6 separate regions of the Mus musculus genome follow, and regions 2, 3, 4, 5 and 6 are each linked to region 1. The links are chromatin contacts, called in public promoter capture Hi-C maps. All regions are on one chromosome and are shown on one strand. Each heading gives the region's core, a stretch centred on a gene start, on an enhancer-like site or on the middle of the called end of the contact. The rest is flanking DNA. Distances are from core to core; before and after follow the strand shown. Region 1 holds the start of Ppp1cb (protein phosphatase 1 catalytic subunit beta). Region 2 holds the start of Mxd4 (Max dimerization protein 4). Region 3 holds the start of Eif2b4 (eukaryotic translation initiation factor 2B, subunit 4 delta). Region 4 holds the start of Nrbp1 (nuclear receptor binding protein 1). Region 5 holds the start of Ift172 (intraflagellar transport 172). Region 6 holds the start of Zfp512 (zinc finger protein 512).

Region 1 (2,575 bases), core at 51-2,550:
CCTTCTTTACTTTTAAAAAGTATTTTTATGCATATGAGTGCTTTGTCTGCATGTATGTTTGTGTACTATGTATAGTGCCCATAGAGAGGACCGAGAGGGCATCAGATGCCCTGGAACTGTTAGGTCTCAAACCTGGGACAAATGACAGAGGTACTTATTTAACATGTGAAAGTGGTTACTGGACCCAGGTTCTCTCAGCCATTCCTACCTGTTACAGGGTATGTATGGCATGCACACTCCCTGCCCTAATCTTCTCTTTCCCTCCCCCTCAGAGTCATGCTCGCTCTGAATATTCCCAGATGTCTTTCCTCCCAACTATGTTCTCCCATTTATCTCTAATAAACCTTTTTCTTCATCATACCTAGAAGCAATCATGTCCTTTTCTTTTTATTTTATTTTTATCAGAATCAAAATTACAGATAGATAGTTGTAACCATGTGGGTGCTGGGAATTGAACCCATGTCCTCTGCAAAAAAACAGGCAGTGCTCCTAACCTCTGAATCATCTCTTCAGTCCCTGTATTTGTTTTTAATTTATCCCAACTGCAAGCATTTATTATGTAGCTGAAGATGACCTTGGGCTTCTGGATCTTCTGCCTCCATCTCCCAGTTGTAGGGATTACAGGTCTCTTATGCCCGGTAAATGTGATTTTTATCCTCTAGGAACCGAGTGCAGTAGAGAAATGTTTAAAAATCACAAGATAAGAGAATTAAGCAATATAAGAAATCAATGAACAGAAAAGAACTATAGAAAAGTGGTATCCTGAGTGTATGGAGATGTCGGGAGCGTGTAAAATCTTATTGCTGTTGACTGAGGCCCACTTTGAATCCTGTTTCTTCTAGGGTCACCTGGCGAATCAGCGACTCTGGTGATGTGATACAGAGCCCTTGATCTGCAATGTCAATCTTTTTCAACAGAGAAGTCTCTTATCTCCAGCACACCTGGGTTTCCAACATAGGCAACTGAAACCCACGTTTCCGGGTTAGCGGAAATACGAGCAATTGTTTTGAAAACCAGTGACTGAAACCTAGAAAAGAAAAGCAAGGCGGGAAGAACGCAATAGTTAACTCTGCGGAACCACCAGGCCCTGGGGAGCAGGGAAGGAAGGTCATTCCAGCCTACGCCGGCTCTGCGTTCACAAGCAAGGCAGGCTCCGCCCTGCGCCTGCGTAGTGGCGACTGTTCGTTGCAGTGGAACGCCTGAGAGAGGGAATCGCTCCTGCGCGTTAGCAACCGCGGAGGGGAGGGCGGGGAGCTGGAGAGGCAGGAAGGGGACGTGGCGCGCGTGCGCGCAGTTCGGCGCGGCTAGGCGGCCCGCAAGGGCGGAGGGGAGGGAGTGACGCTGAGGGCGGGGCTGTCCGTGGCGCTGCCGAGCTTTGCGGAGCTGGGCGGTGCCGAGGAGGAGGTGGAGGAGGCGGTGGCGGCTGGGGTCTGACGCGGCCCGGTTCCTGACGCGGCCCGGTTCCTGGGGGCCTGCTTGTTTATTTATTTATTTCCAGTGGGCGCCGCCAGCGTGTGCGCGCGCTGTCGCTGCTCGGCGGGGAGGGGGTGGGGGGAGGGCCCGCGCCCGGGGGGAGTTGGAGCCGGGGTCGAAACGCCGCGTGACTCGTAGGTGAGAACGCCGAGCCGCCGCCGCCGCCGAGAAGCCCTGTTAACGCTTTAGGGAGGAGAGTCTGGTGCCGACAAGATGGCGGACGGGGAGCTGAACGTGGACAGCCTCATCACCCGCCTGCTGGAGGGTGAGTGCGGCGCCGGCTCGTCTCCCCACCCGGCCGCGGGGCCCTTCCCGCTCGAGCTGAGGTCGGAGAGGAGGGCAGGCGGGCGGGCGGGCGGGCGGGCCGGGTGCCCCAGGAGGCCAGGAGCGCGGGCTGGCGGGCGGGCAGGCGGGGAGGCCGGGCCGAGCGAGGCCGGAGGCCCATCGGCTGGTACAGTCTTCCCGAGAGGCGGCCGGGCTCCGCTTGGCCGCTGTGCTGGCCTCTGCAGACCGTTCCGAAGAAGGGGCGAGGATGCCTGCCGCTGGGCTTTGTGTGTCCGTGGAATGTGTATTTCTCGGTTCTCTTTGTGCGTTGCCCTTGGCAGCCTCCGATGGTCGTTCCGGTAGTGAATTTTACATAAAACCTTCCCAGTAAGGCTCTCGGATCGTTTGCATTTTACTGGATGCTCTAGAAAGAATTAGGGAGAGGATACGATGACTAGTTTACCATTTATTATCTGGAGTATAAAAAAACAGTAAAAATCCTGAATCAGGTTAAAGACGTCCGTTAGAAATACGAAACGCCCGGATACATGTGCTGAAGGGGTTGATTTGGGGGCTTTTTTTTTTTTTTAAACATGTTTGAGCCGAGTTTAATTTCTGCACAAACTTAGCAAATGTCTGTTGTGAATAATCTCTTGAGCTTAAAAGGTATTTTACAAGTGTTCTCAGCATTTGAAGTTCCGGGTTCTTATGCTTTTATCGATTAGTTTTGTGTTGGTGGGAACATAAGGAGAAAAGAGGAGATGGAGAGGCCAGTAGTTAAATGTATTGGTCCGTTGGGGGATACTGTTCGAAGTTAAAGGCGGGTCTTGGTCAAAAG
Region 2 (2,575 bases), core at 54-2,553, 1.7 Mb after region 1:
GCTTGGGGCAGTGAGGCCTCCAACACACTTAAGTCCTTCTGCAAACTGTTCAAAGCAAGAGACCAGGGGCTGGGACTCAGGCCGTTGGTAATTCAACCTGTTCTTTGCCAGGCCTAGGACACCACAGAAATGGGTCCTTGTGCCAGCCTCTCTGTTTCCCAAGAACAGACAGGCCACAGGAATGAGCCGCACCCTCTGCCAAGGGGCCCTGAAGCCCCCAGCCTGCTAAGGAAGCTCTCAGACTGACCACACAGGAGTAGCTGGGCCAAAGTTAGCCCCTAGACAGTGTCAGGTGTGCCCTGGATCCCACTGCAGCCAGGAAGGTGGAACCTTTAGCAGTCCTAGCCATACCTAAACCTCAGCTTCAGGGCTTCCTCCAAACACAAGGCCAAGGCAAACAGTGTAGTTGAGCCCTGGAACTTTTGAGAGAAATAGCTCCCTGCAGCTCTTCGCGACAAAGCCAGCCCTATGCTTGTGGTTGGAGTTTCCTTGTCAATAAGCTGCGCAGGACGCTTAAGTAGCCAGAGAGAGGTCTCTGTCCAGGCTCCTGGGGATAAGGTGCTGGGTCTAAGAGCAAAGCCAGCTCCGAGAAGTGCAAGGGAGGGAGGAGTCCCCAATTAGGCCCAAACTAGGGAGTAGCGGTCGGCACCAACTGACAACTCCTCTCCGGTCTGGAAAAGTCCAGAACGGCCCTCGGCGAGCGCGGCCGCTGTACGCGTGGCACTGTTTACGGCGGCGGGGAGGCGCGGCCGCGGGAAGATGGCGACGCGCGGGCGGGGCCGGCACCTCCTCCAGGCCGGCCGCCCGGGTGCGCGCAGGACTGTACTGGGGACGCAGAGAGGACGGGGACACTCGGGTGGGGCCGACCCGAGCTGGCTTGGCACAGCGCGCGGGGGTGGGAGGTGGGGGTTGGGGGCGGTACCTGTTGTTCGGGGCCTTGCGCACCAGGCCGGCCGTCTTTGTTTTCTTCCTTGCGAAGTCGCCGTCGAAGGGCAGCACGGAGGCGTAGCCGTGCTCGGCCTCTGCGGGACAGACGGTGCGGTCAGCGGCCCCCTGCGCCCGCCCGCCGCCCGCCCACCCTGGCACAAAGGGGCGCGGGCTACCTCGGTCCCTACGCTCCAGGTACTCGGCCGCCTCCAACAGCAGCAGCAGAGAGTTCAGCTCCATCCTGCCGCCCGCGCACGGGACGGCGGCGGCGGCGGCTGCCCGGCGCGCTCCTGCCGGCTCTGCTCGCCGCACGCCCCGCGCCTGGCGGCACACCAGCCCGACTCGCGGACTCCAGCGCTGGGCCGCCACCCTCTGCCTCAGGCCCTCAAATTGACACATAAGTCGAGCAGCAGTCGACGCAGCCAATAGGTGTGGGCGCTCCGGCTTAGGGGGCGGGTTCTTGTCTAGCCTTGCCCAATAGGGACTGGCCGAACGCCTCGGGCAGAGCTGAGAATGTTGACAGATGCGAAGCTTGGCTAGGATAGGCTGGCTCCAGTAGTAACAATTTAGAAGCCCAAGCTTAGCAACAGCACGTGGTGGCCCAGCCCCAGTGCTCGCTGACTGGCGGCCATCGTGCATGTTAAGTAGGCATTGCACGCCGATTGGGCCAGAACGGTCTATGTAAATTGAGTCCGCGGACCAATGGCCAGTGACAGGGCGTGGGGCCAATGAGGACGCCCGGGCAGGACCGGTTGCCGAGAGGAAGCACTGTGTGGTGGGACTGCTGCCCGGCCTACGCGGGGGCCAGGAGGACGTGGACCGTGTCTCGGGAGACACCAGGCAGGATGCGCTGCGGACACGCGCCCTGGCGCTTTGTCGTGCCCATGCATGTCGTGCGCAACGACCTGTTGCCCGGAGTCAGTTGGTACCATAGTCTCGGTGGAGGACCAGGCTTGGGGCCTGATAGGGGCGGGCGCTGGGATCTCGCTAAAGAACAGCAAAGGACACCTGTCTCTGGCAGGAATATTGGCTTCAGGGAAGGCTAAAACTTGGAGACAGGGACGCAGACCATTGGAATCTAAAAGCCTCTCAGATGTCAGACCCAAAGTAGGCAGGATCAGCCATCAGGAGTAAAAAGGAAGGCCACCAGGGTTAAGGGAGAGGCACCAAGAGCTACTGACACTACTGAGCAAGAGGGATCCGTGAGTGTCTGTTTGCGGTGCTTGGTCTGAGGGTAGAGCCGTGCCAAGAGCCAGGCTATGGTGACAAGAGGGTGAACTCTTCAGCAAACTCCTGGCCCTAATGACCCGAGGCCCTCATGCTGGCCTATAGATGCATGGGGGACAGACAGCTCAAGATGCCCTAACACCATCCTCTGTATCCATCCTCTCCCACCCCTTGATCCTCTCTCTGTTATTAGGTTGAGGACAAAATAGCAGGCTGGAGAGTTCTGTGGGAAATAAGGTGGCTAGATAGCAGCTCTTAAAATGGAAGGAAGGTACTGTAGCAAACAACAAAGATTATTAGCATTGAATTTACTTTAGGACCAAGGTGGATGCATTGTGCACACTTCCTTGTGGCTCTCCATATGCCCAATATGCAGATAAGGAAACTTGCAGTGTCCCCTTGAAATAGAAAGATGGAGATT
Region 3 (2,575 bases), core at 55-2,554, 1.3 Mb before region 1:
TCCCTTTCTTGACTGAGGCTGGAATTCATCAGAGATCCACCTGTCTTTGCTTTGGCCTTAGTTTCCCTTTTACCTTATCTAAGTTTTTTTTTTTTTCCTTTTTTGACTGAGGCTGGAATTCATCAGAGATCCACCTGCCTTTGCTTTGGCCTTAGTGCTGGGGTTAAAGGTGTGCTGTAAGCCACCACCAGCCAGCACCATCAGGCTCTGCCTTCCAAGTAACCGCTTTTGTACTTGCTCAAACCAACTTTGTTCTATCTCCCTTTGCAAATCCCTCATCCAGCATCCTACCCCCGGCCGTTTAAAGCGTCCCCGCACCTTGCCGTTGAGCTGCAGACACAGCAGAGCCAATTTCTTGGTCTGCCCCCTTTTCCTCCTTCCGTTTCTTCTTCTGCTGTTTCTTTTCTTTTCGAAGCTGAAGCTTCTCTTCTTGGGTCAACTCCCGCCCTGCTGCCTGAGACACAGACACGGGAACTGCTCTACCCCAGGCCATTCCAAAGGTTTATCAAGATGCTTACTAGATTCCCCCAAGGTTAAGTTCCTAACACTCTCTGACTTCTGTTACAAGTCTACGTAAGTAAGGAGAGAAACTTCTTCAGTCATAGTCACACACCGTTAAGCTCTGTAAAATCTCCCAGTTCTACTAAGAGATGAACTGAAAAGGATGGGAGATGGGGCCAAATGAAGGTGACACAGCTTTCTGTGTAGCTCTTGACAGGCGACTTAGGAGGTCTCTCCCTCACTTACCCCGGGCCGAGGAGAAAGTTCAGTCTTCATCTCGGATCTCGATTCTGCATCAGAAAACAGGGCACAGAGTGAGCCAGACAGGCTCCGGGAGGACTTGGGGAGACTCGTCGGCGCAGCTGGCTGCTGGGTTGGCATGACCACAGCTCGGCTGCCGGGCGCGAGGCGCTCTGGGATCCGCGTGGGGACGCACTGCGCGGCAGGATCAAAGGACAGGCGTGGGAGGAAAAGGGTCAGTCACCCTTCTGGGAACAGCCGGCAAGCAGCACCCTGCTGCGCCCTAGATCTTGTAAACCAGAGTCCCGCGACGTGCAGAAACCCGGCGGCAAGGCCCAAAGGCGCTCCGGACCCCGCATCAGCGATCCAGTGTTCATCTGCTCTTCTACCACTTGGTGCATCTAGCCCTTCACTCACCTTCGCGAACAGCCACCGCCACCGCAGCCATGACTGTGGGTCCTAGGCTCCTCCCGCCGAGGTCACTCACACTACAGCGCCACCTGGGCTGCTGGCTCCCCTGATGCCTCCCGCGGAGTCAGTCCCCAGCGGACTACAACTTCCGGCGTGCACTGGGTCCCGCCCAGGACTACGGGTCGCGGTGAGGACCAAAGGATGTTGGGTTCCCAATTAGGAGCGTCTCCGGCGCTCGACTACAGCTCCCAGCATGCCGAGGTTGCTGCTCGCAGAGCCGTCATCCTACAGCCTTCCCACCTCGGAGTTCAGGCCCACCAAAATGGCGAGCTGGGCTGCGGAGACGCGCTGAGTGGCAGAGGCAAGCGAGCAGAGGCGCTGCGAACCTGGTAGTACGGAGCTCTGCCTTAGGGAACATGCACTTTTCCATTCCTGAAACGGAGTCCCGCAGTGGGGACAGCGGCGGCTCCGCCTACGTGGTGAGGAGGTGCTAGAAGCTGGGCCAGGGCGGGGATAACGGGCCGGAGCTCTCGGAGCGGCCTCCAGCCTTCGAACCTCACTGGAAGCCATCTCATGTCTCAGTTTCGTACTTAAGCCACCCCAAGCTCCAATAGGTTCTTCTTTCCCCGGCCAGGCCGCGACTGCTCTGGCGGTGGGCACTATTGTCATCTCCGGGAGGGATACTGCCGCACAAGCGCCCGAGTGTCCTCGGGACTGGGCCTTCTGCTTGAAACCCGGCCCTGGGGGAAAAACAGGCTAAATCCCGGGAAGTCTCGGAGCGTTGCGCAGACGGATATGTCAGGCAACTTCCGGACAGGTTTCTGGGGCAAGAGGTGGTTTGCACGTCGATCCTGAGATGTTTGCCTGCTTTTGTGTCCTCAGGCCTATAACATTCACGTGAATGGAGTCCTGCACTGTCGGGTGCGCTACAGCCAGCTTCTGGGGCTGCACGAGCAGGTGGGACTAACAACCCTGTCTAGATGCAGCTTCAAGCCCTTCCATACCCACGGACATTAATCCCCTTTCATTACATCACCCTATAATCACTGCTACAGTGGAAGGTGGACTTTGTTAGCGTGACATTTCCGGAAACTCTCTGAGCGGCTTGTCTCTCACAGTTCCTGTACTTCCCTATACTCACACATCCTTCCTTCTCTGAGCTGTCTCCTTTTTCATCCTTTGCCCCTGCATGGAAAAACTGAACCCTGTTAGTCAAAGCACATTCCTTCTGGCACCTAAACTATAACTTGGGAATTCATTCCCCGGATTAATACAAACCATTCGCTGCTTTCCTTGTGTGTTCTTGGTCCCATCAGTGTATAAGATGTCCAAATGTTTCCCCCCTCACCAGATAGTGAGCTCTGTATAGATAGTGAATCTCTAGAGAGCCCTGTTTCTACTAGATGTCAGTCCTGAGCAAGTT
Region 4 (2,575 bases), core at 20-2,519, 1.2 Mb before region 1:
GTTACAATGGCTTTGGCAGAAAGGCTAATCTGGAGAGGATGAGCACCCTTCTGAGACTAGAACAAACTTTGAAATGGTGTGCTATACATTTTAGGTAAGTGCATCTTTTAATCCAACATCAGAATTCTATTTTGTCTTGACACAGTGTTGTTGCTCTATTGCTTATGCTGACCTTGAACTCACGGCATTAGCCTACTGAGTGATAGGATTACAGGTATGCATTACTATGCTGGGTGAAAAAAAAAGTTTGTTTTTGAGACTATGTAGCCCTGGTTGGCCTTGAATTCACAGAGATCTCTCTGGCATGCTTGTTGAAATTTCAGTTTTTAAAGCAAGCATTTTAAAGTGAAGAGATGAGAAAAAAATGAGTCTCTATAGGATTTCTGTGTGAACCCGTGAACTAGGATTAACTAGTCCCTTTAAGGAGAGTAAAATTGGTGATTGTGACATTCTCAGATTCAGATGATTCATCCTTCTTCCTTGATAATACATGTATAATGGTATTATACATCTCTTAAATTCTGCCTTTAACTTTCTAAGATCAATGGCTTACCCAGAATCTATTGTAATTCTTTACACTCACAGACAATGTAAACTCTTTCCAAATAATACCTTTTCAAAGACAGTTTTGATGGATCTTCTTACTTCGGATTCTATTTTGGACTCATGTCAACTTAAATTTGAGTAACTTTTTTTTTTTGTTTTGTTTTGTTTCTTTTTCGAATTTGCCAACTATCATTGGATAACTTCAATGAGTTCTCCCTTATGTGGGTCGAATCAGGTTATGTCTGGGTAAATAATGTTATGCAAATCAGCAACTATTAGTTTTCATGTTAAGCGATTAAAAAAAAGCTTTCTGAAAATTTGATGACCAGTGCACTGTCTCTTTCCCAAATGGGGAATGTGGGTGGGTTCGTTCCTCAGATTGAAAGGCTGCGTCTTCCGTTCCTTTTGTCTTCTTAGAGGATTAGGACTGTCATGGCGCTTTCAAGAAGAGAGAGAAGGCCTTCCTTTCGTCCGGCAGAATTACTTGGGGGCACCTCGACTGGGAGGAGGATGGACAGAGAGACAAGAAGACAACGCTGGCAGGCAGTCTGCCGGAACCCCGCAAGGGGAGGAGACCCGGCAGTAGACTGCCTTGAGAGCCTCGGTCTGTGGGAACCGCCCCCCGCTGCCCTGTCCAATGGAAACCTGGCGGCGGTGCGGCACCGCCCACTGTTGGTCCGGACGCCGCGAGGGCGGGGCCCGCAGTTCGGTTGCGCTGCGGAGCGCAGCTGTGAGGGAGTCGCTGGGATCCGAGGCCCCGGAACCCGAGCTGGAGCTGAAGCGCAGGCTGCGGGCGCGGAGTCGGGAGGTGAGCTCCGGAGAAAGAGGCCCTGGAGGGAGGGGCTCGCGGAAGGGCGGCAGGATGACCCCGAGCCGCGGGCCGGCAGGACGCGGCCGGCGGGTGCTGTCGGGCGGCCCTGCTTTCTCGGGAGTCAGGCCCGACCTAGCCCGGCCCGTCGCAGCTGAGGGGCCACCTTGGCCCCAGGGCGCCGCCCGCCCTCCTGGTGTCTCCGGCGTGGCCGCGGCGGCCCGGAATTCTGCGGGCGCGGGTCGGGGGGCCCCGGCGTTCTCTTGGAACTCTGGCCGCGAGAGGCGGGGCAGGCGGCGCGGGCGGGGGCGGGGCGGGGGCCCGGGCCCGAGGGCCTGCGGAAGGAAGCGCGGCGTCCGGGCCGGGCCTGCTCGCGGGGCGGCGCGCCGAGCGCGGGGGCGTGGTCTGCGGCCTGACGGCGGGGCAGGGCTGGCCTTTGATGAGGTGGCTGTGGTGCTCGGTCTCCTGGCCGGCCACTGTCTGTCCGCCGCCGCTTCCTTCCAGATACTGGCCGGGCGACCTGTTGGAGTGTTGACAAGCTGAGGGCCTCCTCCCTCCGAGCTTGCATTCTCTCCGACTGAGCAGTTCTGTTGACCTCAGAGGCTTTCTGGGTTTCCTCAGAGCGGCCTGTGGCTGCGAGCTATGCGGGGTGATGTGCAGAGGGCTTTCAACTAATAATGGAAGCCGGGAGAACAACTTTGCGAGATGACAGACAATGCCCTGTAGTGAATGTACTATGCGTCCTCAGGGTAGCTAGAGGCTTCGAGGAGATACCCTCACCGATGCAAATGAGCTTTTCCACAGTGATCCCTGTTAAAACTGCCAGCAGCTCTGAGGCAGAACCCCCAGTGTTGCACACGTTTCTGCATCTCTTGCGGGAGTGCTTGGAGATCTTTAGGCACTGCTCTTATTTTACCTTCTGGGACATGATTGGGAGGGCAATGTGCTTTCTGGATGTTTGTCTCTGATGACAGTTCATCTTTTCTCTAAGTGCCCCGTGGAGGGGCTGCCTGTTTCCTTGGTCCTGTAGTTTTAGATTCCATGGGCTTTGACGTTCCAGAGTATATTCTGTATCTCGCTAGACTTTCACTTATCCGTTCAGATTGGATGCACATTCTGCGAATGTAGCTGAAACAGACTTTATTATTTTCTTAGCTCTTTGATAGGGGACGGAGGAAAAAGTGATCCTTAACTCATCTTTTTTAGTGGTTTATTAAGACA
Region 5 (2,575 bases), core at 32-2,531, 1.2 Mb before region 1:
TGTCCTTTCACTTTGGAATGCCTTTCTCTCTTGTCAATCATCCTTCTTATGGCTTTCCAGTTTTCTTATGCTCTTTAAAACTTTTTCCTTACATTTTGAGTGGGGTGGGACAACTTGCACAAGCTGGCTCTTTCCTTCCACTGTGTGGGTCACAGGGCTCAAACTCAGGAGGTCAGGCTTAGTGGCAAGTACCTTAGCCAGTGAGCCAGCTCACAGGCCTTTCCTCTTCCTCTTCCTCTCCCCTCCCCCCTCTCTCTCTCCTACCCTCCCCTTCCCTTCCCTCCTCTCTCCCTTTTCCCCTTCCCCCTCCCCTTTTCTCCCCTCCCCTTTCCTTCCCTTCTCTCCCTTCCCCTACCCCCTCTCCTAAGAGTCTCAAGTAGCCCAGGCTGGCCTTGAACTCTCCACGTAGCTAAGAATGGCCTTGCATTCCTGATCCTCCTACCTCCACAATTGCTGAGATTACTAGCCTGGGCTACCAAGGCTTATAAGATTCTGTTCTGTGTAGAACTTTATTTAACATTCTCCTAAGTCGCTTACAGTTGCTCTCCCTGCGCCTTTTCTTTACCAGATGAAGAAGCTAGTGATAGAATGATTGCGTATGGTGATGGTTAAAGCCAGAAATACCATTTGGTCAAGTCAGTGTTGGAGCTAAGCTAAGACAGAGACTCTGTCCTCTTCACGCCCAAACCAAACATAATCTTCGTTTATGTCTCTGGGCTCCTCCTCCAGCGCCCACCCAGCCTCTTCTGCTTCTGAGGAGACACACTTTCACAATCCAAAAGAGGGTTCAGCTTCTGCTCTACCTTTTTTTAGGGTTTATATCTAAAGTGCTCATTTCATCCTGTGTAGACTTATGAAGGTTGACTATATATGCGCCTCTCCTTCCAAAAAGAGCCTTGACGCGTAATGCGGGTGATCCCGGAGAGCCTAAGCTTGGGGCCTGGCACTCAACTGATGTAATGTCATGCAAAGAAAGCTTAGAGTCGTTAGTGATGCATGTCGCCTGCTGAAAGAGCTTTCACGGTCTTCTGAACAAAGTAGACGCTCAAAAAGTATGAACTTATGTTCCCTTACTTTTTTTTTTTTTTTTTTTTTTGAACGCCTGGTGGCCTGGGAATGGAAGAGGCATGCGATTCCTCACCTGAGGGCTCAGCAGGGTCCTCAGGTGCTTCAACTGCATGACGTACACCGGTCTCGGATGCTCACTGACCGAGACAACTCCCGTGGTTACCTGGACAACCCGCCAAGCATCGGCGGCGCTAACCGCTGACGCACAGGCAACGTGAGTGCGACATACGTCATAAGGTCACGTAGTGGGTTCGCGACGGAGCGAACAGGACGTGCGCAAGCGCAGTGAGTCCTAAGGCGGGCCCATAAGAGGGGTTGTGGAATTCTCTCCGCGACCAATCCTGTGGCTGCATGCAAACCTAACGCAAACCTCCGCCCACAAGTCTTCGGTCCTCTCCGGATTCTACGTCACCATATCCTTACGTTTTCTTATTGTCCTACCCGGCCAGATGTGCTTTAGTTGCTTAAACTCTGGAGGAGAGCAAGGCAGGTGCTACGAGAGGCAAAAGACAATTCGCGGAGCTGAAATCTTCACGTCATCCCAAAACTTAGGTGACTTGCGGGAGGCCACTCAATACTGACAGATAACAGTGAAAGCTCAAGGATATACTTGGCACTGTGTTTGAATTCAGCAGCGGTACAGACCCATTTTACCCAACAGGAGGCAGATTAAAGGAGTTACTCGCCAAAGTTAAAACAGCTTGTAAAGGGTGGAACCGGCATTTAACCCACAGCTAATAACCTTTTAATTCCCGTAAGAAGGCTCAACTCTCCTCAACTCATTGTCTCCATGCCCAACTTCTCTACTCTGAAACACAGTCTCAGGAAATTATCCAGGATATGGTGGATATATTGGAAGCACTGGCTAGGGAAAGAAAAGGCACCCTGTTTGGTCATTGAGTTCAAGGCAGATTCCTGAAACCCAGATGTCTCTATGGGACAGTGCAGGAGGCAGACCAGAGCTTGGTTCCCCTCCTAGTTTAGAGCTGCATGACACCTGTGGTTGTGATTAGTTAAGCAAAAAAAGATACCATCTTCTTTGGGATCCTTTCAATAATTTTTGTTCTTGTTTCTCCCAAAAGATCAAGAGACAGAATGAAATGCAGAAACGTTAGTCATAGGCCTTCTCTAAATGACCCAAGGTGGGCAAGCCCTATCCCCCCCTAAAAGCATAGCATATGCCCCCCAGGCAAATGCTGGGCCCAAAGCCTTGAGCGCACTGCAGTTGCCAATGGTAACGAGTATTTCTCTTCCTGCCACCACATCCCTCTAGAAAATTAAGAATCAGAAGGGGACAGATTCCCTTTTTTCACAGGTAACAAATAGGTCCCAGAACTCAAATTATACTTTTTTTGATAGGGGCATCCAAACCCCTCAGCTTTATTTCTAGAATCCTCTGGATATGTTAGAGTATAAATATAAACTCATTTATGGATTACAATTATTATTAACTTTGAATGAACAAAGACATAGATGAAAAAGAAAACAAAGACGAGGCACTGGTGTG
Region 6 (2,575 bases), core at 30-2,529, 1.0 Mb before region 1:
GAACTAATGGTATTTTCTCAAAGCCTGCTAGAAAGGGTTTCAAGGACTGTTTCTCAGACTTCAGTGGTTAAAAACTATATTCAGAGACATATTTTATGTCACAGTAATGAGAAAAGAATGCCTTTAACGATGTCAACACTCTGCTCAACATCTTCCATAATCCAGCAATACTCTGGTAGTAGATTGGGAGTCAAGAAAACTAGTTCAAAGTTCAGCGACATATTCCAGGAAGTCACTGAGCATGTGTCTGTCTCTTGTACCGGGGCTGAGTTTACTTCCTTGATGAAATCAGAGTCATTAAAGTCCCTCCCAGAGAAACAGTCTTAGTTCCTCTGTAAGAACTTATCATAGCTCTTTGATAGAAGACATAACAGTCTCTTTAAGGGGAGAGGCCACAGTTCCTCAAGGAGAAGTCCTCAAAATCCCTCAGGGAGTAGCTTTCCAAGTCCTTCAGGGAAGAGCCCTAGAAGTCACTTGAGGTGGAGCCCTTGTAGTCCCTCAGGAAGGAACCTTCACAGTCCCTCAGGGAGAAGCCCTTGTAGACTTCTAGAGAGAAGAGGGCACATTCCTTCTGTGAAGAAGAGTCTACACAGTCTTTCAGGGAGGAGTCAGCAGACTCTCTATTCTCTGAGATGCCTCAGTCCCTCAAAAACGAGCCATCTCAGTCTCTCGTGGACGTCACTGGGCAGTCATTCAGAAAGGAGCCATGGTAATTTCTCTGAAAGATCCTTTTCCGTTCCCTCTGGTTGGAAAGGACATAGTTCTGGATCAAGCCCACTTCTTCTAAGAACAGGCATTGTTCCAGACTCATCCGCTGGAGAGATCCAGATGTAACTTGGCTAAAGTGTTCATGTCTTTCAGGGACCGCACCAAAAAAAAAAAAAAAAAAAAAAATCCAAAAGCTAGACAAGTTTGGAGGCCAGAAGTTAGTGGATAAGGAGAGTTCTGTCCCTCACCTGAGCAAAGAAAGAGATATCTGGGAGGGAAGGAGAAGAGAATGGGTCTTTAATTTAAGATCAATAAAGGGGCGATTTGAATTTCGTTTGCATCTGTAAAACCACTTGTGGGATGGGTGGGAGTAGGTGTGCAAACGCTAGTTCGGGAGGACCCCTTAAATATTCAGACTCCTCCCATTTGCTCCAACCTTCACGCCCCAAAGGCCTGCCTACTCCCTTGTTGCTATGGGGGCGGGGTCTCAATGGAAGCCGAAGAAGAGTTATCACGTGACTCCTTTCCCGCCGCAGCCCCCTCGGAAGCAGCTAGGCGGAAGTAGGTGTTCAGAACAGGGTTAGTCGCCGCTGAGACCACATCCGGGAGAGGCGAGGAGAGCGGAAGTGGCGTTGGTCTGTCCGGAGCCCTTGGGTGAAATTGTTAGGCGTGGAGGGGGAGTGATGTCTTCCAGACTCGGTGCAGTCACCGCCGTGAGTTTCTTGGTGTGACCATTATACTTTAGAAATAGAACTGTCGAGCTGAGAACACGCGGTCCTTTGCTTTTGTTTTGTACTCAGAGTTGTTTTTTTTTTTTTTTTCCGGAGCCAATCCTAGGCCCCACCCTTTTATATCAGATCCACTTACCGCCTTTTTTCTTCCCATTTTTATTTTTATTGCTTAGTCCTCGTATCCTTGGACTGAGTTCCTCGACACATTGTAATTATTTATATTCCTTCAGCATCCCCAGTGCCTCCCGTTTCTTTTAATATATATATGATACATATGTATATATCATATATATATTTTTTTTTTCCTCGTCTTTTCTTTTCAAGCCTCTATCTAGGATAGGGTTTTGAGAATGGACAAAGATGAAAACTCTGGTATTGTCAACCCGTCTTTACATTGTGAATAAATAGAATGGCACAGGTTTCCTAAAAAGTGTCTCCTTCAGTCCATTTGAAGTAGTTGCTCGGGACAGCTTCACATCTAGGCACAAGGGGGATTCATCTCTTTGCGGATGAGCTTCAAAGGTCCCTAGCACTCACTCCTGTGCTTGTGATTTGCTAGACCCCGGGACCCACATCCCTTAAGCAGCAGAGGAGCACCAGGATCGTGGGAGCTAAGAAGTAAGTGAGGTTTTCTGAGGACATTTTTGTAATGGTGTAGACAGTGCTGCTAAAGATGTTCTGTGTCTGCACTGTGGAGCATCATAGCCACCAGACAGGTATGGCTTTGGGGCACTTGAGATGTGGCTAGTACAATTGAAGAACCGAATTACAAATTCTATTTCATTTTAATGGACTAAAACTTCAATAACCATCTGTAGGTAGTAGCTACGGGATTGGACAGTGCAGATAAAATCCTAGTGTGGGGGAAAGAAAACCTGGCTTGCAATAAAGATGCAGTCTAATAAAAATGGAGTGTGTGTTTCAGTTAGTGGTATTCCTGCGTGGCCTCTGCCCCCCATATCAAATATGTGCTCATAATTAATTTGATGGACTGGGGAGGGAAATAAAAACAGCTATAAGCAATCTTTACATTTCTAAGCTACTTGGTTGCAGCCCTGATTTATTGTTTTGTGTAATGAATGTGCTAAGTTTTGCCATGGCTAACACAAAAGAAAGATTTTATTAACTTGGACCTC

The links. Promoter capture Hi-C pulls out the DNA fragments that hold promoters and counts their contacts. Capture Hi-C pulls out chosen DNA fragments and counts their contacts.
Region 2: a contact with region 1 is called in a promoter capture Hi-C map of liver, with 2.2 times the contacts expected there. The contact joins the promoter of Mxd4 here to the promoter of Ppp1cb in region 1. A contact is called at or near these places in 2 of 39 promoter capture datasets (liver and pre-B cells).
Region 3: a contact with region 1 is called in a promoter capture Hi-C map of adipose tissue, with 3 times the contacts expected there. The contact joins the promoter of Eif2b4 here to the promoter of Ppp1cb in region 1. A contact is called at or near these places in 3 of 39 promoter capture datasets (cranial neural crest, liver and pre-B cells), 1 of 115 datasets of contacts at active chromatin or transcription factors (pancreatic cancer cells) and 2 of 9 other capture datasets (adipose tissue and liver).
Region 4: a promoter capture Hi-C map of adipose tissue shows a contact between it and region 1, with 3 times the contacts expected there. The contact joins the promoter of Nrbp1 here to the promoter of Ppp1cb in region 1. A contact is called at or near these places in 8 of 39 promoter capture datasets (the 3T3-L1 cell line, 3T3-L1-derived adipocytes, the HPC-7 cell line and 5 more), 1 of 484 Hi-C or Micro-C datasets (embryonic stem cells), 3 of 115 datasets of contacts at active chromatin or transcription factors (astrocytes, embryonic stem cells and pancreatic cancer cells) and 3 of 9 other capture datasets (adipose tissue, embryonic stem cells and liver).
Region 5: a contact with region 1 is called in a promoter capture Hi-C map of pre-B cells, with 6 times the contacts expected there. The contact joins the promoter of Ift172 here to the promoter of Ppp1cb in region 1. A contact is called at or near these places in 2 of 39 promoter capture datasets (liver and pre-B cells), 2 of 484 Hi-C or Micro-C datasets (CD4 T cells and embryonic stem cells), 2 of 115 datasets of contacts at active chromatin or transcription factors (astrocytes and extraembryonic endoderm stem cells) and 2 of 9 other capture datasets (adipose tissue and liver).
Region 6: a contact with region 1 is called in a promoter capture Hi-C map of liver, with 6 times the contacts expected there. The contact joins the promoter of Zfp512 here to the promoter of Ppp1cb in region 1. A contact is called at or near these places in 2 of 39 promoter capture datasets (hippocampal neurons and liver), 6 of 115 datasets of contacts at active chromatin or transcription factors (bone marrow-derived macrophages, embryonic stem cells, extraembryonic endoderm stem cells and 2 more) and 2 of 9 other capture datasets (adipose tissue and liver).

The regions. Positions count from the first base shown.
Region 1 is chr5:32,457,670-32,460,244 of GRCm38.p6, forward strand. It overlaps Ppp1cb (protein phosphatase 1 catalytic subunit beta), which reads left to right and starts at 1,301. Exons shown (of 8, transcript NM_172707.3): 1 at 1,301-1,738. The coding sequence starts at 1,687.
Region 2 is chr5:34,186,407-34,188,981 of GRCm38.p6, forward strand. It overlaps Mxd4 (Max dimerization protein 4), which reads right to left and starts at 1,304. Exons shown (of 6, transcript NM_010753.2): 1 at 1,104-1,304; 2 at 923-1,022. The coding sequence starts at 1,167.
Region 3 is chr5:31,191,835-31,194,409 of GRCm38.p6, forward strand. It overlaps Eif2b4 (eukaryotic translation initiation factor 2B, subunit 4 delta), which reads right to left and starts at 1,305. Exons shown (of 13, transcript NM_010122.2): 1 at 1,159-1,305; 2 at 748-791; 3 at 319-454. The coding sequence starts at 1,189. Snx17 (sorting nexin 17) reads left to right here and starts at 1,470. Exons shown (of 15, transcript NM_153680.2): 1 at 1,470-1,631; 2 at 2,035-2,109. The coding sequence starts at 1,569.
Region 4 is chr5:31,239,649-31,242,223 of GRCm38.p6, forward strand. Nrbp1 (nuclear receptor binding protein 1) reads left to right here and starts at 1,270. Exons shown (of 18, transcript NM_147201.2): 1 at 1,270-1,354.
Region 5 is chr5:31,289,833-31,292,407 of GRCm38.p6, forward strand. Ift172 (intraflagellar transport 172) reads right to left here and starts at 1,282. Exons shown (of 48, transcript NM_026298.5): 1 at 1,142-1,282. The coding sequence starts at 1,180. Fndc4 (fibronectin type III domain containing 4) reads right to left here. Exons shown (of 7, transcript NM_022424.6): 7 at 2,410-2,575.
Region 6 is chr5:31,451,157-31,453,731 of GRCm38.p6, forward strand. Zfp512 (zinc finger protein 512) reads left to right here and starts at 1,280. Exons shown (of 14, transcript NM_172993.3): 1 at 1,280-1,421; 2 at 1,999-2,057. The coding sequence starts at 1,392.